3 separate regions of the Zea mays genome follow, and all the other regions are linked to region 2. Evidence: chromatin contacts called from public Hi-C data. All regions are on one chromosome and are shown on one strand. The core of a region is the stretch at or near the end of the contact, and the rest is flanking DNA. Distances in the headings are between cores, read along the strand shown. Region 1 holds the start of LOC103634898 (protein ALWAYS EARLY 2). Region 2 holds the start of LOC103634902 (protein NDL1). Region 3 has its middle 12 kb from the start of LOC109941709.

The links. Hi-C and Micro-C count contacts between places; a contact is called where the count stands out from the background.
Region 1: a contact with region 2 is called in a Hi-C map of leaf, with 6 times the contacts expected there. The contact joins the promoter of LOC103634898 here to the promoter of LOC103634902 in region 2. A contact is called at or near these places in 3 of 25 Hi-C or Micro-C datasets (ear, leaf and tassel).
Region 3: a Hi-C map of ear shows a contact between it and region 2, with 4 times the contacts expected there. The contact joins the enhancer-like site here to the promoter of LOC103634902 in region 2. A contact is called at or near these places in 2 of 25 Hi-C or Micro-C datasets (ear and tassel).

What each region holds. Positions count from the first base shown.
Region 1 is chr8:20,702,128-20,706,267 of Zm-B73-REFERENCE-NAM-5.0, forward strand. It overlaps LOC103634898 (protein ALWAYS EARLY 2), which reads right to left and starts at 2,480. Exons shown (of 16, transcript XM_008657475.4): 1 at 2,187-2,480; 2 at 1,586-1,728; 3 at 1,328-1,423; 4 at 1,164-1,226; 5 at 929-1,006; 6 at 24-189. The coding sequence starts at 1,693.
Region 2 is chr8:20,921,607-20,926,463 of Zm-B73-REFERENCE-NAM-5.0, forward strand. It overlaps LOC103634902 (protein NDL1), which reads left to right and starts at 1,802. Exons shown (of 11, transcript XM_008657476.3): 1 at 1,802-2,173; 2 at 3,054-3,153; 3 at 3,260-3,357; 4 at 3,489-3,577; 5 at 3,670-3,730; 6 at 3,817-3,903; 7 at 4,009-4,086; 8 at 4,209-4,265; 9 at 4,380-4,435; 10 at 4,527-4,662; 11 at 4,778-4,857. The coding sequence starts at 2,114.
Region 3 is chr8:21,077,602-21,082,251 of Zm-B73-REFERENCE-NAM-5.0, forward strand. No RefSeq gene overlaps it. Among protein-coding and RNA genes, the nearest start is that of LOC109941709, 12 kb to the left of the region's middle. Within about 2 kb of position 1,735, at least 18 of the 20 cell types and tissues checked have an H3K27ac peak or open chromatin away from gene starts, as enhancers often do. A contact at or near this core is called in ear and tassel, where this site is marked.

The DNA.
Region 1 (4,140 bases), core at 1,230-3,729, 220 kb before region 2:
CATGTTTTTGTTATAATACTCACCGCCATAGTATCGACTCTGGAATAAATCTGAAAATCCAGAAATTTTCGCTTCTTGACAGTTGGGCAGGTCAGGTCCATCAATTGATTTCGGTTTTTCACCATGTTTCCTTGCCTTTCCAGATGCTCTGACTACGTGATCATATCCTCTATGAGTCGTGGTTTTCTCCTGACATTTCAAGCATCACAAGTCAGTCAACGAAAAAATGTCAATTTAATTCAGATAAAACCATGTTTTGTAGGTATGCTGGTAAAAAATAAGAAACTAGGTTAAAACTGTGTCAAGTTCTATAACTTTTACAATTCACTTGTTTTGTCTTGTCTATCCCACATTGCATTTCCATCTCATCATGTTTTATGATTCACCCGTTTGTATGAATTGTGCTTCTAAGCCTAAGAAGTGCCAAGTATGGCAAAATGACCCAAGTGGCTCTAGGTTGGACGTCTTTTGATGTTAGAAACACCATCACCACTATGAGTTGGTGACATTTGACTGATGATTACTCTAATGTTATATAGATAGTGTTATGAAAAATGGTGCACCATTGCATTGCATTTATATTTGAAAGTAATTTACAATGGTCATGATTTTATTGTTGTGAAAAATATTTCATAACAAGAGAATGGTAAAAAAAAGTTAGCTTTGGAGACTGCGCCAAGCCAAATCATACATTAAATTATTAAAGAAAGGGGCTATATAGCTATTCTTATTTAATGAAATTATCATAGCATATTTTGTAACAATAATGATCAGGTGTGCTGATCTTCATTATAACAAGCTTAGCATGTTAGCTTCATATGGGACAAATGTTCACTTGATCAAATAAAAAATGAAAGAAAATGAGATTTGAGAGTCGTTCTACATATAAAAAACAGTAATTCGAACAAGTAACGGATGAAAAGCTAACCGAAGCATTGTGATGACCAGTCACCAGCGCAATAAATCCCATGGCAGTGGCTTGATGTTCTGGAAGAGATAAGAAAGTCTACCAAAAGGAATGAAACATGTCAATCAACAAGGATCATAGAGTGCAACATGGCATTCAAGCTGAACTGTAGCTTAGATGTGTTTATTTGGCACGAAGATATGCATTAAAACATGAACATCCAAATAAGTACTATTTCTGCGAAATTCAGACTCACCCGATGTAAAGTGAAAAGAGACTGCACCATGTCCGATGACTTAGTGCCTATCGCTATGCTGATCTGCATAACCAAATTCGCCGATCAAAATTCACACAGCCATGACACCTCGAATGATATTTACAGATGATGGAGCAGATCAAAGGGAAACAGACAGTTCGAACCTTTCTCCAGTCCATCCCATATTGACGGTAGGCTTCATAAAAATTTGTAAGTTCATCCTTGCTCCATTTGGGATCAAAGTCTGAGAGTTTCCTCCTCTGCAAAATCAAATTATTTTGATGAATGAGAGAACTGAATACTACATCAGTGCAGAATAGAATGCTAGTTTAGATGATATGATGTCACGATCACTGGTCGCTATCTACAGCCCATCTATCATAAATCTCTGTACAGCTTCCAAGAGAAATAATTATACGTACTTTCTGTTTAGCTTTGCTTGAACTAGATGGATCATCATGCTGCTGTTGATATTCAGATCCTTTTACTATGATCTTGTTAATAGTTCGAGAACCCTTTGATGGGCCCATCAAAACTGTCCTTGCCTTCGGCTCAACAAATATTGCTGCGAGCAACAAACAAAGTGCGTGAAAAGCAGTGCTAAACCCGCTGCTGGAGGGACGAGCGTCGCGGCGGCTTCGGGGTTCGGCGGGAGAAGGAGGAGATCGAAACGGGCACACGGTGCTGGCGCGTGGGCAAGGCCGACTCCGGAGGAGCGCTTCGCTTGTAGCTGCGAGCCTGCGATCCAGGCCAATGTGGCCTCGCGAGCAGCGAAGATGCTTCTGCCGCCAGCACCCAGCAGCCGCGCTTGACTCGATTACTCGCAGCCACAGCACCGAGGGCTCCGACGAACCCGGCCTCCCTCCCTCCCCCGTCACAGAAACAACGCAAAACCCGCAAATTCCGCACCCCGCAAAACCACGCAGAAAACCACGAGCACAAATCGACCTCACACCCGAACCACACCGGCGGAGACCCCTCACATCGAGGAATCCCAGAGCTAAGACCCGCACAGGAGCTCACCTGGATCGGATCTAGACGAAACAGCGCGCGCGAGGGCGCCTTTCGAACGCCCGAGCCGCGCTCCCAGACGGCGCCGGCGCCGCCGCGGAGGCGCAACCACGCGGGCAGAGGCTTGGGTATCGGCGGCGAGAAGGTGCTGCTCTGGGGCCGGTCGCGGCGGCGTGGATGGATCGGAGCGAAGATGGGGCGGCGAGTGGGGGTGGGGTGGCCGGTTTGCGTTTCTGCTGCGCTGCGGCCGCGGCTTGGCGGGCGGGGGGGATACATACAAGTAGAGAGAAAAGGGAAGGGGAAGACCGGAAGAGGGGGGGACGTGTGGGAGCTTGGGCCGGTGGGTGGGGCGCTTACAGGTGGGGCACACGCGAATTCCCGCGTTTGAAAATTAGGGTCGGGCGAAGTGCAAGCTGGGGAGACGGGCGCGGCGCAGCGTGGGCCTTGGACTGTCGCGTGGGTCTTGGGCCGGTGGGTGGGTCTGTGGCGGTCGAGAAAGCACGCGTGGCGCGTGGCTAGCTGCCTTTGAACTGTTCGTTTCTAGTAGCAGAAGCAAACAATAGCCTTCGTGAAATTTTAGGATAAAATTATTTTCATTAAACTCACTGTAACATAAGCCTCGGATGAATTTATTTGATAATATGAATGTTAACATGTTTTTATGAGATTTTACAGAGTCTAAAGCATGCTATATTTTGCTTTCTCTGTTCCAGTATATAAGTTGTGACCACCTCTAGTTTAAAGACTAAAATATGTACTTAATTGTCTCTATAGCACTGCATCGATGCGTGTATATTTATATTATAGAATAAGAACAAAAAAGTGGTTACGTCTTATATCGCGGGGACTGAAGGAGTAGTAATTTAGAATAGAGACACACTCTAGGTCCCTCGCTAATGGTGATTTAAACAAAATACTGTAAAAGACCCGTAAGTTACTCACTCCATTAAAAAAACAGGGCGTTTCCCAAGCGGAATTGCTAGATCCGTGATTTATTACCGCGCGCATGTATGATATGGAAGGCAATCGGCTGGCCTTTGTTGCATGGCTGAAAATATTGTATGTGAATATTTTGGAGCGCTATGGAACATTTTGTTACCGCCCACTTTGCAATCCTACCCGAGGCCTCTCGGCACTGGATGATCTCCCCCAGGGGGAAGGATGACACCACAGTTACCGGATGAGACTTGAAGTAGTGTCGCAGCTTCCGCCGCGTCAGGATCACCGCGTACAGTAGCTTCTGAACTTGTGGGTAGTGGATCTTGGTTTCGGACAGTACCTCGCTGACGAAGTAGACTAGCCTTTGAACGGGCAACGCATGCCCCTCTTCTTGCCTCTCAACCACAATCGCGGCGCTAACCACCTGAGTGGTCGCGGCGACGTAGACCAGGAGGGCTTCTCCGGCAGCTGGGGGCACCAAGATAGGCGCCTTTGTGAGGAGCGCCTTCAGGTTCCCGAGGGCTTCCTCGACCTCAGGGGTCCAAGTGAAGCACTCGGCCTTCCTTAAGAGGCGGTACAGAGGTAGACCTCTTTCGCCGAGGCGTGAGATGAAGCGGCTCAGAGCCGCGAGGCATCCCATGACCCTCTGTACGCCTTTCAAGTCCTTGATGGGCCCCATGCTGGTGATAGCTGCGATCTTCTCCGGGTTGGCTTCGATGCCCCGCTCGGAGACGATGAACCCCAAGAGCATGCCTCGGGGTACTCCGAAAACACACTTTTCGGGATTGAGCTTGACGCCTTTCGCCTTGAGACATCAGAATGTCGCTTCAAGGTCGGAAAGGAGGTCAGAGGCTTTCCTCGTCTTGACTACGATGTCATCGACATAGGCCTCAACCGTGCGGCCAATGTGTTCGCCGAACACATGGTTCATGCACCGCTGGTACGTCGCGCCCGCATTCCTCAAGCCGAACGGCATGGTGACATAGCAGTACATGCCGAAGGGTGTGATGAAAGAAGTCGCGAGCTG
Region 2 (4,857 bases), core at 552-3,051:
ATAAAATATGCTGTTGACTAAGTATGGAAAGAGTTTAGAGCCAGCACACATTTTTTTTTCTTTCAAAAACGGCCGTAACTAAAACCTGGTGCCAATAACTAATTTTAGAGCGTATTTATCACCATTACTTGGATGAAAACGGTTTCGGAATTTTTCGGAATTCCGGAAACCGTTTTCGATTTTTTCCGATCGGAATCGTCGGTATCGGTATTTCTCGGAATCGGAATCGGTCATCGGAATTTTAGATCGGAATCGGTATCGAAATCGGTATAGCCCTTTACCGACCGTTTTGTTCGGTTACCGTTTTGGATCGGAATTTACCGAATTCAAAATTCGGAATTTACCGAAACTCATGGCCCAGCCCAATTTCTAAAATCTAAATTCACAACTCAGACGGCCCATGGGAGCAAGCAGCCCAGCAGGCCTCCACAGCTCATCTGTCGTCGGCCACCACAGTCCACTTCTAGTCTTTCGTTGCCCTCGCCCAGGCACAGCCGCCGCACGCCTGCACGGCACAGCAAGCACTGCATAGCGACACCGCCCACCGCCAGTCGCCACTGCTCAGCTCGACGCTCCATGGCGTGCCCCTAAATCCCGTGACGGTGTGACTCATCTTCCTCCTCTCCTCTCTGCCGGACCACGGACGGACGAACTGTCCCCAATGCCCCAATCCAGTAAGTAATCTGTAATCCCTAATACACGCACAGACTGCCGGACGCACTCATGCACGCACAGACTGCCGGACGCACTGAGCCGCCATGGACGCACTTCAGTCCTCCTCCTGTCGCTGCTCTTCCTCCTCACGCGCCCGACGCATCCGTGGCTTGCTCGATCAGTTCATATGCCGGTCCCGCCGTTCTGGTTCTGTTCTGGTTTCGGGATTGAAGTCTGCTTCGTACCCTGGAGGCTGGAGGCTGCAGTTTGCACATGGCAAATGTGATCCAGTGACCTCATTATCCAGACGCAATCGCATCGCTATCAATGCCTCGCGCTTGACGACGCTGCATTGTTTGACCTTTTTGCTATAAAGCATGGAAGTAGAACACCGTAGTCCACCGTTCAAGCTACAGGAAACAAATGGTAGATATTTTTTATGCGCAGAAAATGCTTACCAGTTTTTTTAATGATTAGTCACATTGATGCTTTACTGAGTGCCATATCATGGGCTTTAAAGTATGTGGGGGTGTTCATATAAAATACTACGGAGTAATAACACATATCCAAAACATGTGTTATCTAAAACAGGTGTTTGCTCAAACAAAAATCCGATAAAAAAAAGGAAAATGTGAAGGTGTGATCTACTCTAATGTCACAATTTTTATTTGCAGTGATACGCTCTAATGGCTAGTGAAGGTGAAGCTTCACCTCCATGAAAGCGTATGTTTTTTATATTGATATAGTTACCGATTGTATTTTAGATTCCGACCGATACCGATGTTTTTTTTGTACCGAACTTCCGTTTTCGATGATTCCGAAATACCGATGTCGTTTTCGTTTCCGAAATTACCGTTTCCGATTTCGTTTCCGATAAAAAATATGGAAACGGTAACGGTTTTAGTGTTTTCCGATCGTTTCCGACCGTTTTCATCCCTAACAAGATTTCATCCCACACCATATTTTACTAAAGCTGAAAACACTTTCCTCCAACCCAAAAAAAAAGAGACCATCCCCGCGGTTACCACAGGTGTAAACGCCTTTCACGAGGGGCAAACGTGGGGGTGCCCCTAGCAAGCGACCTGTCCGAGCTGTCGCCTGTCGGTACCACGCCTAGCAAAGCAAAAAAAGTAATAAAAGGGCCCGCAGATTAGTCAAACGCGGAACCCTCTGTGACAGGTGGGCCCTTGCCCCTCAGGCGCATTGTTTTTTTTTGTGTCTCTGGCGCCGTTGGGTGGGGCACCGTGGGCGGTGAGCTGACCGCCGCGCCGTCGGTGGGCGTGGGTTGGGGGTGGGGGTGCTTATTCTGGGCGGCTCCGCCTCCACGTATATATTACACGCGCGCGCATGTACGCGAAGAATTTTAGTGGGGAGCCAACGAAGGCAAGGCAAGCCAGACCAGCAGCGGGGGAGAGAGGAGGCAGAAGGAGATTCTAGGGAGTTAAGGGAGGCGACCGCCATGGGGGACTCCAGCGACTCCGTGTCGGTCGACGTCGAGCGGATCTTCTTTGGCGGCAAGGTCCGTGCGCGGCCTCCTCCCGCTTCTCTTATTTTTGTTTGTCCCATTTCCGATTGGGCTGGGTGCATTCGTGTGGGGAGGGTTTGAGTTTGGTTCGTCGCCCTGGGGTTTGTGCTTGCTCTTTCTCGCCTAGGCCTAACTATTGCGGCGGGTCCGATAGGGGTGTTTGTCATTAGAAGTTCATGTTCCCTCTTTTTCTCTGTTCTCTATTATTAGCGGCAATGCTTGTAAATTGGGGATAAGAGGATTAGCTATTGCGGCGTGATGGTTCCCCACTTCCCTGGTGTGTGTGGCACTGCTTTCAATGTGTACCTATGATGTGGGCATGTGGTTGTAATTGAGAGAATGAGAGCCCCAACTGTCTGTGGTTGATGATGTTAAGAACAGGAAGGCCGACAGGTTAGGTGGCACGAAATTTAGGGGTTTTTTAAGAGCAGGACAAAACCGAGAAAAATCATGACTAAAGGTAAAAATATGAGAGCATCAGCTTAAAAAACCTTTTTTATTTCTAGTGAATAATTTTTATTTCCTCCATTTCATTTTATTTTAATACATAAATTTTTTAATATGGAAACTAAAACTATATTTTAGTTGTTGCATTTAATAATTTAGAGGCTAAAATAAAATATAATAGAGAGACTAAAAATTAGTTACTAGAAACCAAATACCCCTTAGTTGTTTATTGCTAATGCAACTCCTGCCCTTTTTACGCGGCAATGCCTGGCGATTATCAGTATCAAGGGGAAAGTTGTTTGGTCAACTGATGAGAATTAGATGTAATAATAATGTGGCGTAATATGTCTGATTGTGTTATTATTTCTCTGTATGGTACTGAACCCTGATGATCCTAAACGTGTGCATCTGACTCGTGTTTCCTCAGGGGCATCGAGTGAGGACGAGGCACGGCCCTCTATCGGTTTCTGTATACGGAGACGAGGACAAGCCCGCGCTCGTAACTTATCCGGATTTAGCCTTGAATCGTGAGTGCGTTTGTTGCCTCTAGATTTATTTGTAAAGAACGCAATCGTTTTTCATAGATACAGTACAACAGCTTAATACGCTGGGAAAACTCTTCCTGTTCGGTAGACATGTCTTGCTTCCAAGGATTGTTCTTCTGTCCAGAGGCTGCGTCGCTGTTGCTTCACAATTTCTGTGTGTACCACATCACACCTCAAGGGCACGAGGTCAGTTATGATGTGTGTGTGTGTTTTCTTGCTTTGATTAATCCAGTCAACCTACCATTTGTCATTCTTTTTCATGTTAGGTTGGGTTCTTACATGGTTGTTGTTATTATTGTGCATGTTAAGTATTGCAGTTAGGAGCGGCTCCAATTTCAGCTGATGTGCATGTGCCGTCTGTCGATGACCTTGCAGATCAGGTCGCTGATGTCCTCGATTTTTTCAGGTAGCATTTCATATCAGGACATTTGCTGAATTCTGTGTTGCTACTTCGGTTTTGGTAGAGGTGGTCTTGTAATCTCAATTTCCTCTTTGCAGTTTGGGTTCGGTCATGTGCTTGGGTGTCACCGCTGGTGCCTATGTGCTCACCCTCTTTGCGGTAAGTGTGACCTCGAGACGACTAGCTCTTGTATTGTTTCCCTGTTGAGCGCTTGCTAAGAACGATATGTGTTTTTACCTTCGCAGACGAAGTATCGGGAGAGGGTTCTTGGCCTAATGTTGGTTTCACCTGTATGCAAAGCCCCCTCTTGGAGCGAGTGGTTGTACAATAAGGTTGTAACCACCTACTTCAGTTATTTCAGATGCCGTATGTCCTTTCAATTATTCATTTCACCGTGCAATGTTTCAGAGTGTTAACCTCAGAATCCGGTGTCCCAGGTATTGTTAAACTTGCTTTATTACTATGGGACGCGTGGGATAGTCAAGGAAAGTTTGCTTCAGCGGTATTTCAGCATGGTACTTCTGAATTCTGATCCCCCTCTTCAACTTTCGTCTTCGCTTTCTCGAGTTCTCGCCCATATTCGGAGGGAGTAGGGTGCTTGTTACCCAGATTCACTCAGGACTGATGCATTGTGCAGGACGTCCTTGGTAACGGACAGGATCCAGAATCAGAGATTGTCCAAGCCTGCAGAAGTGTTAGTATCAACCTCCTTCATTTTCTCTAGTGCTGTTAAAACAGGATGGGCTATTATATTTATATCACCTGCTATTTGGAAATGAAATTGAAAACATGGTAATCTTCTGTGCAGTTACTTGACGATAGGCAGGGGACTAATGTCTGGCGGTTCCTTCAGGCAATTAATAGGTAACAAGAATGTATCTTTGTTTTGCATGGCCTGAACAGACAAAGGAATGGTGATCTGAATGATAAAAAAACTGACTACTCTGTTCATCAGGCGACATGATCTAACAGAATCGTTGGAGAAGCTTCAGTGCCAGACGCTGATTTTTGTTGGGGAAAACTCACAGTTCCATGCTGACGCTGTCCACATGACCACAAAGCTAGACCGGAGATACTGCGCCCTAGTCGAGGTAACATACAGTTCAAAAAATTGACGTTACAGTTTGATCTCTACGGCACACAGAGGAGTATAAGGAGGATGGCTGAGGGTTTTTTTTTTGTGTGTGTGGTGTTAAAATCGTGCAGGTTCAGGCATGTGGTTCACTTGTCACAGAAGAGCAACCCCATGCGATGGTGATCCCGATGGAGTACTTCCTTATGGGATA
Region 3 (4,650 bases), core at 485-2,984, 160 kb after region 2:
GGTGACATGCTTACACTAAACAAATATTAAATAAATAAAAAGTATTTAAGTTAACATTAATCATGGTAATGTTTATTATCAATGCGCAAGTTGAAAACTATACATAATCAAATTGGAATATTAATCTAATCAACATTAGTCGAGCAAACATTAAATAAATTATTTAAAATATGTGACCCGACATATTAATGTTGTTAACATGAGTAATTACAAGCAAAAATAATTTATTATCACGAGCAGACGTTGTGCGACCCACGGGATAGACACGCGAACTAGACGCACGACACGAACGCGCGAAGGAATTGACGACGACACGCAAACAGCGCGTGAATGACATGCGAACAGCGTGCGAGTCAGCACTCGCGACACGCGAGAATCCATAACAGAGGTTGCGTTTATATTAAACAAGTGTTAATTTTAAAACATTTGAGTCGACAATAACACATTAATATATATTTATAAAAGCACCAAGTTAAAACCATAAATTAGTTCTAATTAAATTGCTATTTTAATAATCATTGAACAAACCAATAATTAATTAGTTAATTAAAACATGTGTTACAACAAAACAATGTACTAATACTCGGTTAACGTTATTAAGAAATTAACGCGACTGAAACGAAGATAGAATAAATCGGACATCTAACACAAAAGTTAACTTGTATTTGATAAACATTTTTATTGGATGGTTGCATTCATCGACGCTATCGTGCATGTGATGGGAGCTAACCGCATGCAGATTCCTTTTTTTCTCTCTTACACACACTCGCAGTTGCAGGTTCTCGATTTTTGGTGCATGCAACCACGAACGTAGAGGGGCATGGGCGGTTGCCTTCCTAGGCGCATGCACGAAGAAAGCTGGCACGCCGTGAGGGGGAGGGCTCGTCGACGGCCGGGCTGGGCCAGCAAGGATGTGGCGAGCAGCGAACATGCAGAGGCGTGGCACGGCTACGCACAGCAGCCGATGACGCGGGGCAGCACGGCGCGCTCGCAAGCCTTTGCCATGATGCGGTGGGGCGGGAGGCGGAGAGAGGCTTAGAGCGTGGCGCGGATCGGACAGCAGCACACAGCTTGGGGCGCATGGCAGTGCGGCAACGACACAGTGGGCTGGCCGGAGCAGCAGCCATGGCAGCCGGGCAAGGTGGCGATGCACAGCTAGACGGAGCAGGGACGTGCGCACACGGGCTATAGGCTCGCCGGCGCCACGGCGGAGCAGGCGCGCAGGGAGGTAATAGATTGCGAGAGGGAGGGGCAGACGAAGGGGAAGTGCTCACCTCAGGCAGCAGGGTCAGGGACGGTGGGTGTGGAAGGATGTCGGTCGGCGAACGGCGAAGACGGGCGGAGCGACGCCTGCGGACTGCGCGATGTAGGTGTTGCGACATTTGCGCCACTGACATGCATGGCGACCGGAGGAATGAAGTAGGGGAGGGAAGAGGATGCACATGCGCTTGGATTTCTCGACATCATGGGCACTGGCAGTTTTAGCGATGGAGAGGCGGCATGAGCACGACAAGACGAGAAAGAGATGGTTTGGGAAGATGAACATGGCTCTAGCGGCGGCTGGGCAACCTGCCCACGCGGGGACATGCGCGACGTGCTGCTAGCTAGGGCGAGGCAACGTGGGGGCATGGGCTGGGGGCGCTGGGCCGAACTGGCCTGGCGGCCTGGGCGTGTGGCGCTGGGTCGCCAACACTGGCTGAGCGCGCAGGCGCGGGAGTGGGCCGGGAAAGGTGGGCCGCACACGCTGCGAGGTGGGTCGGGGGACGCAGGGAAGCGGAGTTGGGCCGCTCGCGCTCGGTGGGCCGGCCAGGGCAGGCCGCGAAGCCAAGCTAGGCTAAGGGGAGGAGGGGCTGGGTATCTTTCTTTTTCTTTCCTATTTCTCCATGATGTTAAATAGAATTCCTTATTAAACAAATGCGCCACAAAATCACTCATCAAACAAAGTGAAAGTATGCTCCAGCATGATGCGACAATCAAAGCACTTATAGGATTTTAATTTACTAGGTTTACACGTAGATATAAAACAAAATAATTTCCCACTATTTAGGAAAAAGAGAAGGAAAGCAAAGAAATGAGAGAGTAACACCTGAATTTGGTGGATATTAGGAAAGAAAATTTTATACCCACAAATTCATGGTGTTACAAATCTAACCCCCTTAACAGAATCTCGCCCTCGAGATTCAAGAAGAGGCTAGCAAGAACGACTAGGTTGGTTCATAGGTTGTTCATGACTTCCTTAAGCTGACTTTGACTCTGCAAGCTTAACTTGGGGACTGGTTTGCTTTGACTTTCTGTCACACCCGGGTTTCGGAGCACCAAGACCCGGGCGCGAACATAAACACCAGGTGTGCCGGGACCAAGTCTCACACATATGATGCATAGTGGCACAGGATCGAATGTCACATCTTTACTATATATAACAGGAGTTCTGTACAAAAATAATTAAATAATTACATCATATGAGGAAACGATCTAGCAACCCAAAGTTGACTGAGGGACGACGACCTAGACCTCTCACGAACACATCGCAGCATCCTCCACGCGCCTCATCCTGTGGTACCTGTTCTTGACCTGTGGGGGTGTGAGACAGCAAGAGTGAGCTCACATACGTTCATCGCTCAACAAGTTGTGGGGAATAATGTGCATGAACTCGCCAAAGGTGGGAGTTCACGTGAAGTGTAAGGCTTACCAAAGAGGATGGTTAGAGCTGAGCATTGCTTTTAAAGTTGGTCAAAATTTTATTAGCAATTACTAAGTATAAGTAAATACCAACCCAATTAAATAGTAGAACAGAAGTAACAACATCACCTGCGATGCAATGCATATGACAAATTGAGTTTAAGTTCCATAATTTAATCATGTGAGTGTCCGAGCTGCTCATGATCGTGAGCACGGCTAGTATACCAGTTTTACACTCTGCAGAGGTTGCGCATCTTTACCCACAAGTCATGTTACCCATCTGCCAAGGGATCGCGACTTCCCATACACCTCTACCGAGGAGGCGAGGCAGGGTAACACTACGAGGCCTTTACAAAGTTCCACTAGCTTCAGAAAACCCGCTACAGTTTATAGGAAGCTCCAATGCAGGGTTCTTGGCTGACCGCCATCGCAGCAAAATCAACCAAGGACCTCCCTACACTGACCACTCCCCTACTGCCCTTGCCCCTTTCGGGTAAGGTAGTCCTCCACTAGCTTTCCTAATTAGTTAGCCAAGGGCGTCCATAAACCCTTGTGGTAGCACTGTTTTCCCGGGTGGTTCTCCATGTTCCAATTAACATAATGATCTTATCATGAACAGTAAATAACAACTGATAACAAAAGTGTAATCATGAATAATGTATCTCCATACCCAAAACCACATAAAGCACTAGCAAGTACTACCCAAAAAGTTCAGTGGTAAACAAGGTATAAAGATAATCAAACTAGGGTAACCTATTGAGTCCCATCAAAATTAACCTATGCAGATCATTATGATTAATTAGAACATGAGTGGGTAAAAGAAGTGATCAAGGGCACAACTTGCCTGGCACTTGAGATTCCAGTTACCAGGGTGATTCTTCAGATCCTCGTGACCTCACGCTAGTCGTAGCAATACAAACAAATATGGTATAGATAAAATTAACATCACACCAAACATAAGTACAAACTGAATAATAATGATCTACGCGAAGTTACGAGATCGCGGGACCAAGAACTACTAAGATCAGAGTTACGATTAAGGAGTTACGATCTTATAAAAGATCTATATGATTAAAATATTTAAGCTATATTATTATTTGGTTAATATAAATCATATGAGTGGTTATTCAACTTTAATCTAAGTTATAAATTGACCATAGATCATATTCTAGTAATCAATAGTGATAAGCAGTTTAACCAGACTAACTAACATCAGTTAACTACAGATCTAATTATAAAATAATGAGACAAGGCAAAATAAATATTGCTACTGCATGGTAACTATTTGTACGAGACTAACTCAACTTAAACGGATCAAATCGGAATCATAGATTTTAAGTTATGAATTTCTTATGATTTTATGTGTTTTGTACAAGATTAAATAGGATACAATTTTTAATGTGAATTTCATGTGAAAACAGTGGTACTAGATGATAAACCATAATGTTACCAAATTATAGGAGCTGGAATGGACTAAAAAGGATTAAATATGAATTTTCTATGATTTAAACGAGTTCTAGAATTATTTTTAAACCAAAAATCAATTCCTAAATTCATTTTTCCTCTTTTCTTTATTTCCTGGACTGCGCACAAGATTTAATTAAAACCAGGGGGCTCGGCATAAGAATTCCCAGACACCGCGCACAGTTATCGCGGACCGCGGGTTGGTTTATAAAGATTACCGGGTCTCTTTTGCATAACCGCACGGCCAAAAGGGTATCGCAAGATCTAGGCCGCCGGATCGAAAACGTGAGCACCAGATTAGATCGGCTACTATTAAACTCGCACTTTCTCTCTCAATCGTCAGATCCGAGATCCACGATCTACAGCTCCCACACGCTTACACGATAGCCAACGTCAGCCGCAAGATCTGATCGAACGGTCACCATCGCGAATGAGTGAAGCGGCATGCCCTCTAATCTAGATCGCCTGACCAAGTGTTGGCACTTGCTCTCAGTTGCAAGGGGATCC